Linked DNA regions of Mus musculus: region 2 is linked to region 1. A link is a contact called in public promoter capture Hi-C data. All regions are on one chromosome and are shown on one strand. The core of a region is the stretch at or near the end of the contact, and the rest is flanking DNA. Distances in the headings are between cores, read along the strand shown. Region 1 holds the start of Krtap2-4 (keratin associated protein 2-4). Region 2 overlaps Gm14206 (a long non-coding RNA gene).

Evidence for each region. Promoter capture Hi-C pulls out the DNA fragments that hold promoters and counts their contacts.
Region 2: a promoter capture Hi-C map of trophoblast stem cells shows a contact between it and region 1, with 6 times the contacts expected there. The contact joins the enhancer-like site here to the promoter of Krtap2-4 in region 1. A contact is called at or near these places in 8 of 39 promoter capture datasets (3T3-L1-derived adipocytes, Sertoli cells, cranial neural crest and 5 more), 1 of 15 datasets of contacts at CTCF or cohesin (large pre-B cells), 2 of 484 Hi-C or Micro-C datasets (the G1E-ER4 cell line and embryonic stem cells), 5 of 115 datasets of contacts at active chromatin or transcription factors (the NIH/3T3 cell line, astrocytes, embryonic fibroblasts and 1 more) and 2 of 9 other capture datasets (adipose tissue and embryonic stem cells).

The regions. Positions count from the first base shown.
Region 1 is chr11:99,611,111-99,618,236 of GRCm38.p6, reverse strand. Krtap2-4 (keratin associated protein 2-4) reads left to right here and starts at 3,391. Exons shown (of 1, transcript NM_027800.1): 1 at 3,391-4,220. The coding sequence starts at 3,454. The coding sequence ends at 3,849. Gm32730 (a long non-coding RNA gene) reads right to left here. Exons shown (of 5, transcript XR_880207.2): 4 at 1,685-1,855.
Region 2 is chr11:100,280,278-100,287,403 of GRCm38.p6, reverse strand. Gm14206 (a long non-coding RNA gene) reads left to right here. Exons shown (of 5, transcript XR_880211.2): 2 at 6,238-6,418; 3 at 6,822-6,949. Among named protein-coding and RNA genes, the nearest start is that of Krt42, 14 kb to the right of the region's middle. Within about 2 kb of position 4,628, at least 53 of the 459 cell types and tissues checked have an H3K27ac peak or open chromatin away from gene starts, as enhancers often do. A contact at or near this core is called in embryonic stem cells and trophoblast stem cells, where this site is marked.

The sequences.
Region 1 (7,126 bases), core at 2,142-4,641:
TATCGCTTAGGAGAGTGCTTTACCTACTTTCTTCTTGCAGTGATAAGACACCATGACAGTTGGAAGAAAGAGTTTCTTGGAGGCTTGCTTACAGTTTCAGAGGCTTAGCATACATGATCACCATGGCAGGGAGCATGGCAACAGTCAGATGTGGTGCTATAGTAGTAGCCGAGAGCTTATGGTCTCATCCACAGGTAGCAGGCAGAGTGAGAGAATTAACTGGGAACGGTCTGGCCTTTTTGAACTTCAAAGCCCACTCCAACAGTGACACACCTCCTCTCAAAAGGTCACACCTCCTAATCTTTTCCAAACAGTTACAACAAATGGGGACGAGGCACTGCAATATATAAGCCTAACAGGACCATTCTTGTTCCAACCAGCTCAGAGTACTTGCCCAAGCTAGTTTCTTCCAAACTAGAGTTGTTGGTAGAACTAACCTTTCCCAAGGTGGTTCCTAATTGCATCATTAACTAACCTTTAAGCAAGGATGGCTAGGTAAGCCCTAACACTGGGATGTTTAACAATTAAATCAAAGACATTAGCCATTGGGTGGTATATCTATAAGCAAGTATGCAATTTTCAAACTTTCCAAGAAGGCTTAAATAACCAGAACAAAGAGCAATACTATGCACTATGTGTATCTGAAAGCCTTTCTCTTGTACCTGCCCATTCAAGGGAATTTAAAATCTAAAAGCAATATGAGATTCCAAAAGACTGGTTGAATTTTCCTGACTTCAGGCCGATGAATATTTAAACTTAAGAAAGATTAGTTGGATGTATGGTTGATAGATTGTTTATATATAATTTTATAATCTGTGATATATACATGTACATTACACACACACACACACACACACACACACACACTTAAATATACATGCTACAGAAACAAATTCACTGAGTTCCCTAACCATTGCTTTTCTGAATTTTGAAATTTGACCATCTTCTCTTTTTGGTTAATTATATTCATCCATTTGTGTGAATAAATCAGTCTGTGAAGAACTCCAGGCAGTGATGACTCCACTTGACAGATGCAGAAGCTGTGGCTGGGAAGATGTCCTTTGCCTGAGATACACAGTTCCCTCTTCCCTCAACCCTCCCCATCCTCATTTCTGGCTCCTATGACTATGAATGGACTCTCTATGAAAAACATACTCTGTTTTCAGAATTGTAGACACCCCCTGACATCTAGAAGCCCCCGCCAACCTAGTTCCTGAGAGGACACAATCATAAAACTATTGAGATGAGGACACGGCCTACCAACAGTCACCATCATTATGTTCTTTGCCAATCAAATGACAAGTCTCATGATTAATTATCATTATCCTTAAAATGTGCATATTCCCACTGGTGATTACACTCTTGCAGAATGCTTGGAACTAGAATAATATGAGATTAAAAGATCATGTCATAAAGTTTAGGGACAGTCTCCATGTAACAAGTCCATCCCTGACTGTGTGTCAGCAAGAGCTCTAGAGCAGAAGAACCAAAAGTGGTCGTAGGATCTGACCGTGGCAGCGTTCTGGTATCCTTGCACGGGATTGTGTCTGGATAAGCTGAACACGACTGTACACAAAACATCCAATGTCAGTGTGGGTTATGGAACAAACATATGACCCATCTTCCAGAGGAAATAATGATATGGTGAAAGGAAAGAACAGTATTACAACTTCACATCTCCTACCTGAAATTTGGAGTCTTGTACTAGTTACTATCTGTTGTGACAACATTCCTGACTGTGGCAATTGAAGGAAGCAAGGCTTTTATTTTAAAGTGCAATTCCAGGTCTTGGCACATCATGATGGGGGAGTGGAGTCCAGGTGGCAGGAGGTTGGAGCAGCTGCTCACAACACATCTGTAGTCAAGATCAGAGAGCAATGAGTTACTGCATGCACCGTGGTACTCAGCTCACACTCACTTGCATTTACTCCAGAGCCCAGGCCACGAAACATTGGTACCCCCACACAGGGTCAGTCTACCCACAGACAGGGTCTGGCTTCCCACCTCAGTTAACTCAATTAAGGAAACAACACACAGGCATAGCCACAGGCTGACCTAATCTAGACAGTTGTGACTCGTTCCCGGGGTTGATTCTCCACTGTGACTAGTTGACAATCCAAACTAGCCATCACACACACTCAGAGGCAAACTTGATCCAGAGTCCTCAGCAATCCTTGTCCAATGCATACAGCAGCCTCCCAAACCTTGACTTATCTCTGGTATCTGACTATTGTAGTGGTGATACATAAAATTCTTTATGCAGTCACTACTCCACTAAGTCTTGTCCTTCTAATAATCTTATATCATATTTTATAAGCAGTCACAATTCTCAGCCATCAATCCACATATTGACTACAGTAAGATAATTGATTCCTCCTCAAATATGTTCAATAGATTTTATTCAAGCTTTTTATTTTGTGTATGGATGCACACACATGTCTGTGGGTGCAGTTGTGGCAGGGTGTAGGTGAGGAAGTCAGAGGACAACTTGCAGGAGTCCGTTTCCTCTTTCCACCATGTGGCTTCTGGGATTTGTCTGGCCCGGTGGCAGGAGCCATCTCACCAGCTCCACAATAGATTTTTAAAGAACGTAACGTGCCATTGCCTCTGTCGCACTTAGGAAGCAAGAAATATAATAATCAAGAGACAAATTTAGAAGACAGGCATGAGTAAAACTGTCACTTGGTTTGATCTTATTTACAAAGTTTTTCACCTTAAATGGCTTTTAGTTTTAGCTTGTCTCCTTACAAATCGTCACTGCTCTGTGGTAGGAAATTTCAAGGCCTAGTTTTTTCTTCTCTATCCCCCAAATTGTCCTGTTCACATATTAAGTGTCTCATGAGAAGTTTCCAGTTACGGGACAATTCAAGACCTTTCTCAAATGCCACTCTGATGCTTTGGTGACTCAGTCTCCAGGAACAAGGTAATAATCCATTTTCCAGAAGCCCTGGGGCATATTTTCCATAACAACATAGACACACACCTACTTTTATGAGCCATCTTGGCTCTTCAGGAATTGTTACTGGGTCTGGATGTCACTCAGAGCTCAGGCTGGTGACTCATGTGCATTGTAGGCTCACACCGACTCAGAGACTGTGAACAAGGGGAAAGTGACATCACCAGTGTGTCCTCTGGACTTTCAATCTGTCACATGGTCTAGCCTGGGAGGATTGACTGACAGGTGAGCAATAGTTCTGATGATACAAATTACCAAGTGTTCATTCCAAGGGAATAGGAGAAGGCTAGGAAGAAAAGCATCCTTGCAGATATTAGAAATGTTGCCTGGCAACTGAATCCAGGGCTCTCTTTTCATTGGGTAACCACAAGTCCAGGAAATGGCCGTTGGTCAGCACTGTTCAGGTATATAAAGGGACCCAACCTAGACAAGACATCGTACCTGAGAACTCCCAACCTCTCCTCACTTCTCAGCCCCACTCCAGCCCAGACACCACCATGACAGGCTCCTGCTGTGGATCCTTCTCCTCCCAGAGCTGTGGAGGAGGCTGCTGCCAGCCCTGCTGCTGCAGGGACCCCTGCTGCTGCCGCCCAGTGTCCTGCCAGACCACAGTGTGTCGCCCTGTGACCTGTGTGCCCCACTGCACCAGGCCCATCTGTGAGCCCTGCCGCCGCCCCATCTGCTGTGACCCCTGCAGCCTGCAGCAGGGCTGCTGTCGCCCCATCACCTGCTGCCCCACCTCTTGCACAGCTGTGGTCTGCAGGCCTTGCTGCTGGGCCTCCACCTGCTGCCAGCCCATCTCAGTGCAGGCTCCCTGCTGCAGGCCCCCCTGCTGCCAGCCTGCTCCCTGTCGCACCACCTGCAGGACCTCCCCCTGTAACACCTGCTGCTGAGCCATCACATAGGCAGCTTCTCCGGGTGAACAGAACTCGTCCTACTCCTGATGGAGCAGAGAGACACCACTTTTGCAGCCCATCTGTACTTCCCCAGTTCACCCAACCGTAAAGGCCTATCAAGTTCTCCATATATATATTCAGCTAGTCATCTGCATAGCTCTAGACATATTCTAGCTCCCATCAGCAGAATTCTTGGCATCAAAAGCATATGTAAGCAAATGTTAAGTTTTTTCATGAAGATCCATCCCATTGAGTCACTGTAATTTTTTTTTTTTAATTTCAAGGTTCAGATGGGATATGTTTTCAGCATGGTATCCTTGTGCTATGGTTTTGCATGATAAAAAAAATAAAATTTTATTTTTGGTGAAGTACACACATCCTTTTTGTATTCTTTCTTGATGTTTGAAACCTCATTGATGTGTAAATTACACTGTTCAGAATGGGATGTCTAGAAGGAGAAATGTTCCTAACAGCTGTATTTTGACCTTCCCTCCCCACCCCCAAGAGCCTTTGAGGTGCATGGTCCATGATGGTGAAAAGAATTTGAACATTTCAGATCATCTCGCCAATGGGCTTTCGTCTTTAAAGACACAGACTTCGGTGGTAACAGGACAAAAATAGTGAGACAGATCTTCGATCCTGAGTATGATTTGGGAGTGGTTCATACACACAAGAAAAGGAACAAAGTCCGAGTTACAGCCCCGCTCGCTTCCCAACATAGAAAACTATGCCATGGTCATCTCACCCAGAAACCCCTCATCACTGAGGTCTTCTTTAGCTCCTGGGTCAGTCTTTCTCTCATCTCCCCAGCCAGCACCACCACAGCAGCTAGGTTTCTGATGCAGCTGCTGATGAGAACAGAATTATACAGCCTTTGCTAGAATCTCACATACCGTGTCACTGAAACAGTGCCGACATGGGTTCATATAGGGTATATGAATTACTAATGTAATCAGGTGATTACATTAACCCTTTGTGGGGCAGTTTCACTGTTGTCAGATAAACCAGTCAGGAAGGCTAACCACTGGTTTTGGGTTTATTTATTTATTTATTTATGGTTTCCCACCCCACTCAAAAAATGCCATCTACCAACTCAGCAGGGTAGCACATGTCTTTATCCCCAGCACTTGGGAGACAGAGGCAGGAAGATCTCTGTGAGTTCAAGGCCACCCTGGTCTCCAAAGTGATTTGACAGCCAGGGCTGTTACAAAGAGCAACTCTGTCTTGGAAAACAAACAAACAAACAAACAAAAAAGGGCATCTACCACAGAAGTCATTCTAAAGAAATAACAGACTCAAACAAATTACAAAACAAGAGCTAAAAAAAAAAAAAAAAAAAAAAAAAAGCAATGTAAAACTTTGTGTCTTTGGAACCAAATATAAGTGAATCTTTTAAAATGTGCTGCTTGTACGCTTAGCCCTACGCACTGATTAGTGAGAGAAGTCAAGTAAGAAAGCTTTGTGAGGAGAGGGTCTGGGCTGGCTTCAGTCAAGACTGGATTTTTATTCATCTGCACGATACATGGCACATAGAAAATAATAAATTATATTGAAAATAAGTAAGCGTTAAGTAGGTGAGAGGAGAGGAAGACACATTCCTAGCCCCATTCTCCTTTCTGATATGTGTATTCTTATTCTGCTAAGCTGGCTTTCTCCACAAAGTGTTGCAACAAGAAGTAATATGTACAGGGTGTTCTGTGGCTAGCAACTTTTAGGAACCATTTGATAAAAATTTAGTATGTGTACAATGGGTTGTTACTATTATCATTTGTTTATTACTATTGTTGTTATTATTGAGGGCAATTATTTCCCAGCAGGCCTTTGGTTTACAGATCCCATTTCTTTATATCATTCTCTCAGTGCTGGGGTTGGAGCCTTACAAACATTAAGCAAGAGTTCTATCACTGAGCTACATCCCTCTCTCTATATAAGTCAATCTCTTTCTACATATCTTTTTTTATGTATTAGTCAGGATTTTCTAGAGTCACAGAATGTATGGAATGTCTTTCTATATTGGGGGAGTTTATTACGATGACTTACAGTCTGTACTCTAACTCCCCAACAATAATCAGCTGTGAATTGGAAGTCCAAGGATCTAGTAGTTGCTCAGTCCCACAGGGCTAGTTGTTTCAGCTGGTCTTCTGTAGAAGTAGATTCCAACAGATGTGCTGGAAAATAAATCCAAAGAAGAACAAATCTTCCTTCTTCCAATGTCCTTATGTAGGTCTCCAGCAGAAGGTGTGGCCCAGATTAAAGGTATGTGTGCCACCAATGCCTGGATCTGGGACTTGTTTTGTTCCAGGCTGACCTTGAACACAGAGATCTTCTTGTCTTAGTCTCCTGAAATTAAAGGTGTGCACTACCTCGCCTAGGCCTAAGCTTTTCATAACCACTATGCCTCAAGATCTCCATGCCAAGATCCAGGTCAGAAACTTGTGTCTTCCAGCCACAAGATCTGGATCACAGGTAATCCCTTCAATTCTGGATTGTAGTTCACTCCAGACATAGTCAAGTTGACAACTAGGAGTAGCCATTACAGCTCACCATTTTAAAATAATCTCTAAACACCTCTGCTTTATTCCCCTCAGTACTTTTAGTCTTAGACATATAGAAACTTTCTCTTTATCTTGCTGTGCTTTCTCAGACAGAAGATGTTGTGTTGTCTTCCACACTATCTTTATTATCATTCATTTGTCTCTGTGGTAACCCTGTGCCTGTGTCAACTACACTGGCTGCTAGCATGCTGAGTGACCCTGTAAGGAACTGTATAAGCAGCAGGACGGATGGCAAGGGGTAAACCAGAGCCTTCAACCACAGATCTAAGGCAGAAATAATTGCAGAGAAAGGACAGACACAGGAGCTGTAAAATCATGACCTAAGTTTTGCAGAAGGCCTGAGAGTTTGACGCAATTGAACATCACAGTTGGTTCTGTGGGTGGGAATGAACTTGAGGAGGTGTTGGAGATACTAGATATAGACAAGGTAGACGAAGACTGCTTTGTATTGAAACTAGCTAGGACTATTCTCCTCAGGGATGGAAGCCCCTCTGGATAGGCTCAAGGTCTTTGACTTCCTCACCTGTTTGGTGGCTTTGTTCAAAGTGTCCCATGACCGATTAACTATGCCCAATTGTGACACTCTGTTTGGAGGCATGTTTTAGAATTTTGAGAATTCCCAAATTATGTGAGACTCAATTCTTCTAGTTCCTGGAGATACTTGGTAAGAGAGAATGTGTACAGATGACTCTGAAGGTGTCACAAATAACAATTATAAA
Region 2 (7,126 bases), core at 3,379-5,878, 670 kb before region 1:
CCAGGCCCTGTCCCTTGCCTGGCTCTGGCTATGGAGAAACTTCAGGCAGGGTGTGGTGGGAGAGACTTGAACTGCTGAGATTGCAGCTCTGCAGACCCACCCCACCCAGGCTGAGTCAGCTCGCTGGCGGGAGCCAGAGGGGTGGCAGCTTTCCCAGGGCCAGCCTGGGCGAGTCTGCATTCCTCCCCAGGAGAGCGTCTGGGCTTGGCAGAGCCAGGTGTGCTGTGCCTCTCCCAGCCTCGCCTGCCACCCGCACCTGAGCCAGCTCAGCGCTCAGGCTTTGTCTAGGGACTCACCTGGCAGCTGCCTCGAACTGGGTGTGGGAACTGCTTGCCTTGCATGTCCTTGCTGGGTGGGGTGCGGGCTCAGAGAAGGCAGCGTGCTGGAGCCCCAGTTCCCACAGTAGCCAGGACAATGGCAGAGGGAGGCGAGACGTCAGTCCCTGCCCACCCCTTTTGTGTCTGCAGTTAGAGGCCTGGAGTTTGAGGGGCAACACAGCATGGTTTCGGGCTTTGCCCTTGCTGGTGGCTGAGGCAATGGGGGCAGAAATCTGGGTGTTCCATGAGCTGTGGCGGTGGGACCTGCAGAGGCTGGGAAACATCAGGGAGGCACTTTAGGCTTGCTGCCCTGCTGTTGGGAACCCTTTTTAGCTGGCAGCTCTAGGTAGCCAGGTGGGGTGGTGGGGCAGAGGGCGGGGGTGGGGTCTTTTTCCCTTGTAGATCCCCAGTTCTGGGGATCATTACCAACATCCACTACCCTGGCCCTGCTCCTCTGGGTCCCAGCTGGGCTGTCTGCTTTGCCACTTGGGACTGTGAAGGGATCTACATAGGGCATAGGTCAAGGTTGGCTCTCATTGACGCTAGAGTTTTCCCACAATCCACTTCTTTTTTTTTTCTGGGTCTCATTTCCTCTCCTATAGAAAGAGTATAGGAGCCCTTTACCTTACTAATGTCATTGGGTAGAATGTGATTCCTACCATCCTCCATTTCCCATGATGCTATGAACAGAACTCAGGGCCTATCTATGTGTTCTAAGCAAGCGTGTACTACTGAGTGACATTCCTGCCCCAGTATGTGATCTTTCACTGAAAGTGTGCTTGGGATCTGATGGGATGGACTGATACCATCTTCCCTACCTGGGACCCTGGGTAGCTTCCTGTTGCCCTCTGTGGTCAGGATAAACTCCCAAGTGGGACTGAGCAGGAAACCTGGGACTTGGAGACCTTACCTCGTATTCAGGTTTTTTCCTTGATGCCTCTGCTGGAGCTCACACCTCAGTCTATCTGTTTCTGGCCATAGGACGTTCCCTCACATTACGGACATCTCTTTCCTAGGCCTCATCAGTTTGGGAAACAACTTGTTTGGTCTGTGCTGGATCCCTCCATCACACCCATTTCGAGCTGTTTCTTGGGAGCCCGTGGGCTCTGGCCGGGCCCAGGACAGCTTGGGCTACATAAAGCACTTCTCAGGTCTTGGTGGGAACTGACAGGGTTGGCCCTGGGCCGAGGGTGGGCGTGGGAATTCTGTCCTACACGAGAGGTCAGGAAAGGTGATTGCAGGGTTTGGGGTGGGGAGAGAAGGCAGGATGGTGCACTGGGCCGTTGGGCCTTCCATGTGTAGCACAGCCTCTGTTGTGAGGACTGAAGGCTGCCTGGCTAGGCCTGGGTGAGGGTGGGGAAGCAGAGGAGGTACAATTCCTGGGCCCATCCAGTCCATTGCTGGGCATGGGAACAGGACCAGCCTGAGATGCCCAAACTGGACATGAAGCCCTCAGCAACTTTGGAGGACAACATTCCCTTCCCAGAGTTCCTTTGGCCGAACTTCAAGGGGCATTCTACAGTGACCTTGGTCCTGGGGTGTCTCTGGGGACTGGCTTCCTCCCCGTTTCTCTTGTCCTGTGCCTCGATGGGGTGGAGGGAGGAGATCGCCTGTCCTGGAGTGCTACAGCTCGGACAGCCTCGCTGTGTGTCCTGTCCCCGTGTCCTGAGGCTGAGGCTGGCTGAGCATGCACGTACACATGCATGTGTGTATACATTCGTGTGAGTGTGTGCTTAGTGGGGGAGGGCAGAAGGGCCATTGTGCATTCAGACTGTGATCTCTATAGTTGGGGTCTGGACAGCAAAGGATTCTGGGAACTGTTCCCTGACAGCCAGGTCCAGGGCAGCTTGGGAAGTTGTGGGAACAGGAGAGGACAGGTTAGAAGGGAGCGGCAGCTGCTGGAATGTGCAGGCCTGGTGCACCCCACCCTCCCTCAGTCAGGGTTGGGCCCTCTCGGTAAAGCCAGCACTCAGTCCTTCTCTAGCTGTCCCCAGCTCTGCCATCAAGCACCCCCTTCCTGCTCGCTCCTAGGAGGTGCTCCATACCCCCTGGCTTTTTGTTGGGTTACCACCAATTGGCCCAGCTAGGAAAGGCTTTGGGGGGGAGACCTTTTTGGAACGCCTAGAAACTTCTCTGAGTCTTGATGCTGGGAAACCATTAGTCCTCTGTACAGACAAAGGTTTTGTCGCTCACGGGGGACTTCATTCTGAGGAGTTAGGGAGAGACAGGGCCCGTGGGAGGACCAGTGGGTGGATTTCTAGGTCAGCCCCGCTCCCCAGGTGACAGCTGAGGGTCAGTCAGCCCTGTAGATTCTGGGTCCCCGTTTGCCAACCTCTGTAAGGGAAGCACGCCTTCCCTAGCCCATACCTACTGCCTTTAGGATCCAGGCCGCTTTCCCTGCTAGGGTCCCTGGCAGGCTGGCCCTCCCCCCCATCTCTCTAGGCTCAGCATCCATCTCTGTCTCCCCTCCTCTGGCTTGTCTCACTCTTCTCAGAGAGTGTGAGCTTCTTGTGTGCCACTGGCCTTCACACCTGACAGCCATACCCGTGTGGACAGGCAATGTCTACAGTGACTCCAGTTTGTGCTGTGCCTCCGTACCTGTCCTGCCTCTTGACTGGCCCAGGGTGCTTAGATGCCCCCAGAATTTAATCTGCTCAGGCCTTCGGTGTGCCTCATAAGGATAAGTGATAGCGCCCAAGTGTCCCTGTCAGGTTTTCTGGCCAGGCCTTGCCTCACACAGTTCAAAGGTGACCTAACTGGAAGGGAACTGAAGCTTGAAGTCATCAGGGCCTGGTGACCTGTGTGTGCTGTCAACACTCCTGGTCCTGATTCTGCTTGCTCTAGACTGGGAATGTGGGGGACATCACTCTACCTTGGGTTTGGTATCTCCTGGGAAGATTCTAGAAATCTATCCTGGGATCACGGCCTGTTCAGGCTTGTCTAGGGGTAGCCCTGTGGTAATGTAAGGTTTTTTTTTTTTTTTTTTTACTATAGTGGCAATGGCGGCTTTGTGTGAGTGTGAACGAGTGTGTAATGTGACAATGAAGAGGTTGTAGGACTGAAAGCACGGGCAAGTGTACAGGGCAAAAGTGTGCACACATGAGACAAGTGTGACTGTGTGTCAGTGTGAGGTTGTGTGCGCATGTGCGATTGTCTATGAGCATGTGAGAGCATGTGTCTAAGCTTAGAGTGTGGCTGTGTGTGGACCTGAGGATGCAGGGCTGTGAGGTATGTGTCTGTGTGCCACGTGCACGCACTAGTGCAAGGGCATGTGATTAGACTTGAATGAGGTTGAATGTGTGAGTCCATATGGTAGCCGTGTGCAAATGTATGTGTGGGCTGTGTAGGTGTGCATTTGTGTGCAAGCTCTGTGAAGGTGAGTTGCATGTGCACCTGTGTGAACTAGCCACTTGCGTTGGGGAAGTGCTGAACTTGGACTCAGGCCCACCTCTCCTCTAAGGTTATAGTCAATGTAAGTGAAACCCAGAGTCTTTCTATGAATTCTGGGAAATTCCAGGGAACTGCAGGCTCAACCCCCGCCCCCCAGGGGAGTTTCCACATTCTAGTGAGAACTTTGAGGCCTTTCTTTCTTTCCTTCTTTCTTCCTTCCTTCCTTCCTTCCTTCCTTCCTTCCTTCCTTTCTTTCTTTCTTTCTTTCTTTCTTTCTTTCTTTCTTTCTTTCTTTTTCTTTCTTTCTTTCTTTCTTTCTTTCTTTCTTTCTTTCTTTCTTTCTTTCTCTTTAAAAACGCAACATGGAAGAGAGTCAAAATAATACTGACAAAATGTATGTAGGATTTAAGACATAGAATCACAGGACCTTGCACTAGCATGCATTCTGAAATGTATATGTGTGCACACGTTACACATGACGCACAGACCCATACCTCACAATCTTATATCCCCAATAAAGGCATAGAATCTACTATGTGTTATTAGACACTCAAACTTAAAAAAATCAATTTAATTTGAAATCACATGAATGTGTGTGTGTGTGTCTGTCTGTCTGTCTTTGTGTGAGAATGTGCAAGTGAAGTGCCCACAGAGGCTAGACATATTGAATTCCCTGGAGCTGGACTTCCAAGTGATTGTGAGCTACCTACTATGGGTGCTAGGGACTGAACTTGGGAAGGAAAAACATGCTCTTAACTGCTGAGCCATTTCTCCAGGACCTCAGACACTAAATCTTTCGACATGGGCCCTTCCCCTATCCTCATGGCCCTGGAGTTAGTGAGCAGAAGCCATTCCCAGGTCTGAGGTCAAAACAACCGCGGTGTCTGTCCAGCTAGCCCCGAGCAGCTCAGTGCTGCCCTCTGCAGGCGCACGATCAGAGATTCGAGCCTCTTAGCTCCAGCCTAGGTGACAAAGAGCCTATCTGGCTCATCCAGTGAGACCCTCTTGCTGTTCATCCACACATGCAGAACATGCTTGGATGTGCATGTAGGGTAGCCATGTAGGTGTGCGCATAGCCGTTTCTTTCATTGGTTTGTATCGGGTTCCCAGTTTTGGGGGGTCACACCCTGTGTGGCATGCACACCAATAACAGCTGCTGCTGTTAAAGAATTTTCAGTAGGAAGAGAGTACTCCTCTTGAAGAATAGGGACTGACCCAGGGATCCCCAAACTCGAAGCTGGCCTTGGGGTGAGCAGTTTCATAGAGGAGCCTAAGGGGTAGGAAAGGAGTGACGCGTGGGACAATGGACACAGTGGCCCAACTGGGGCTTGGTGCAGTGGGAGAGTCGGGGGGTGGCATACTAGGGAGTTGTATAATGAGGGAGATGAGCTGACCCAGACTCCAGGGAAGGGGTCTGAAGAGGCAGCTGACAGATATGTGGTCCAGCATCCTCCTGAATTTCTTCTGTGTCTTTGTGAACAAGGGTGCAGTACCGCAAATTACCAGCAGATGGTGCTCTAGCTACAGGATTGAAGCTTAGGTTGCACTCTGTAATGCGTTCTTTCCAAGAATGGAAAGATGCTGGAGCCTAGAGGCCAAATGGCTTCCCTTTTAGGGCAAGAGGACCTTGGGACGAGGTGGGGCGGGACTCCACACTGTCCCTTCAGCTTCCTGGTCAGGTACCTGCCTGTTCAGCTTCTATTCTTTTCTGTCTCTCAGCGACTTTGAAACACCCCCCAGGAACATAAAGACCCCCTCTGGTCTGCCCTGGAGGTTTTTCTCTAGACTCCAGAGTCTGTTGAGAGTCAGACAGCCTTTTTAGAAAGTTCCTGGTTGTTATAATCCAGGGCTCCGCCCCACTCTCTTACTTCCCTGGACGGCCTGTAGGAGGAGATTCCTTGTCTGTTTTAAGCTGGAGTTGTTAGGACCAGACACAGCTCACTCTCCTGCCACAAAGATCTAGAGGCTTCCACAGGACTGGTTGGTGGGCACAGCTCTCTTCCTAGCTGAGCTTGGGGCTTGGGGGCTGTTCCTTAATGGCTGTGGGGACAATGGAGATTATGGAGGAGGGCCCTTCAGTTGTATATCCTTCCCTCCTCTCCTTTGGGGAAAGGGCTTTCCCAACTCTGGTGACTTGGTCATTCATTTGATCATTTATTTGACAAGCATTGTTTGGTGTGTCTATTTCTGGGGACAGAGATGGAGGTGGCCGGGTCCCATCACCAATAAACAGGTGAGGATGTACAAGGTGTCCCTCAGCTTCCCTCCGCCTAAATTATGTCTGCAACACAGAATTACAGTCATCACTGCCCACCTGTTCAACCTAGAAAGCTATCCCCCTGCTTCCAACCTGCCCTGGCCTGTGCCCTGCTGGCCACCTGCCCTGATCCATGCTCCTGCTGGCTACCCAGCTCTGTGTCCATTTTCATGTCTGTTTCCCAGGCTGTCACCTCAGTCTGGGGTGGGTTCTGGGTTCTCCCCAGTGTTACATTTTTCTCTCACTAAGGAAAGCCTTTTTCTCAAACTCCAGGAGCTGGGAGGAGGTGGGGCAGAAGCAAAGACACAATGGATGAAGGTGACCCAAAGGGACTGTTCAGATGGAAAAGAAGACCCACAGACAACATGGGGAAACCACTCACACAGCGAGTGTGCGGAGGCTGAGCCATGCTTGTGAACCATGTCATCAGCTGGCAAGGAGAAGACAGGCAAAGGTCAGGAAAGGTCAGCTTGTAGGGGTCAAAGGTCAGCTCGTAGGGGTCGGTAGGGACCCAAGAAGAGATCCTGGATATTTATGTCAACTTGATATGAGCTAGAGATATCTGAAAGAAGGGAACCTCCATTGAGAAAACACCTCCATAAGATTCAGCTGGAAGAAATTTTCTTAACTAGTGATTGATGGGGGAGGGCTCAGCCCATTGTGGGTGGTGCTGTCCCTGGGCTGGTGGTCCTGGGTTCTATAAGAAAGTAGGCTGAGCAAGCCAGCAAGTAACCCTCCTCCATGGCCTCTGCATCAGCTCCTGCCTCCAGGTTCCAGCCTGTGTGTTCCTGTTCTGACTTCCTTCAATGATGGACAGTTCTGTGGACGCATAAGACAAACAAACCCTTCTCTCCCAGGTTGCTTCGGTCACGGTGTTCCATCACAGCAATAGAAACCCTAACAAATCCAGGACGGATGCTTCGTGTCACCCAGGAGTTAGGAGTGAAAACTGAGGTGACCAAGGAGCCCTTTGACGTTGGCAAAGGTAACCATAGAGCCTGCAGCATGGGGAACAGCTGGGTCTCACTGGTTTCCCGGGCTGCTACAAGTTAGTGGGGAAGCTCAATTCTATTTGGTTGGGGAGTGGAGGCAGAAGGATCAGAAGCTCAGAGACATCTTCTAGTCTGCCACTAGATAGCAAGTTTGAGGCCAGTCTGGGCTA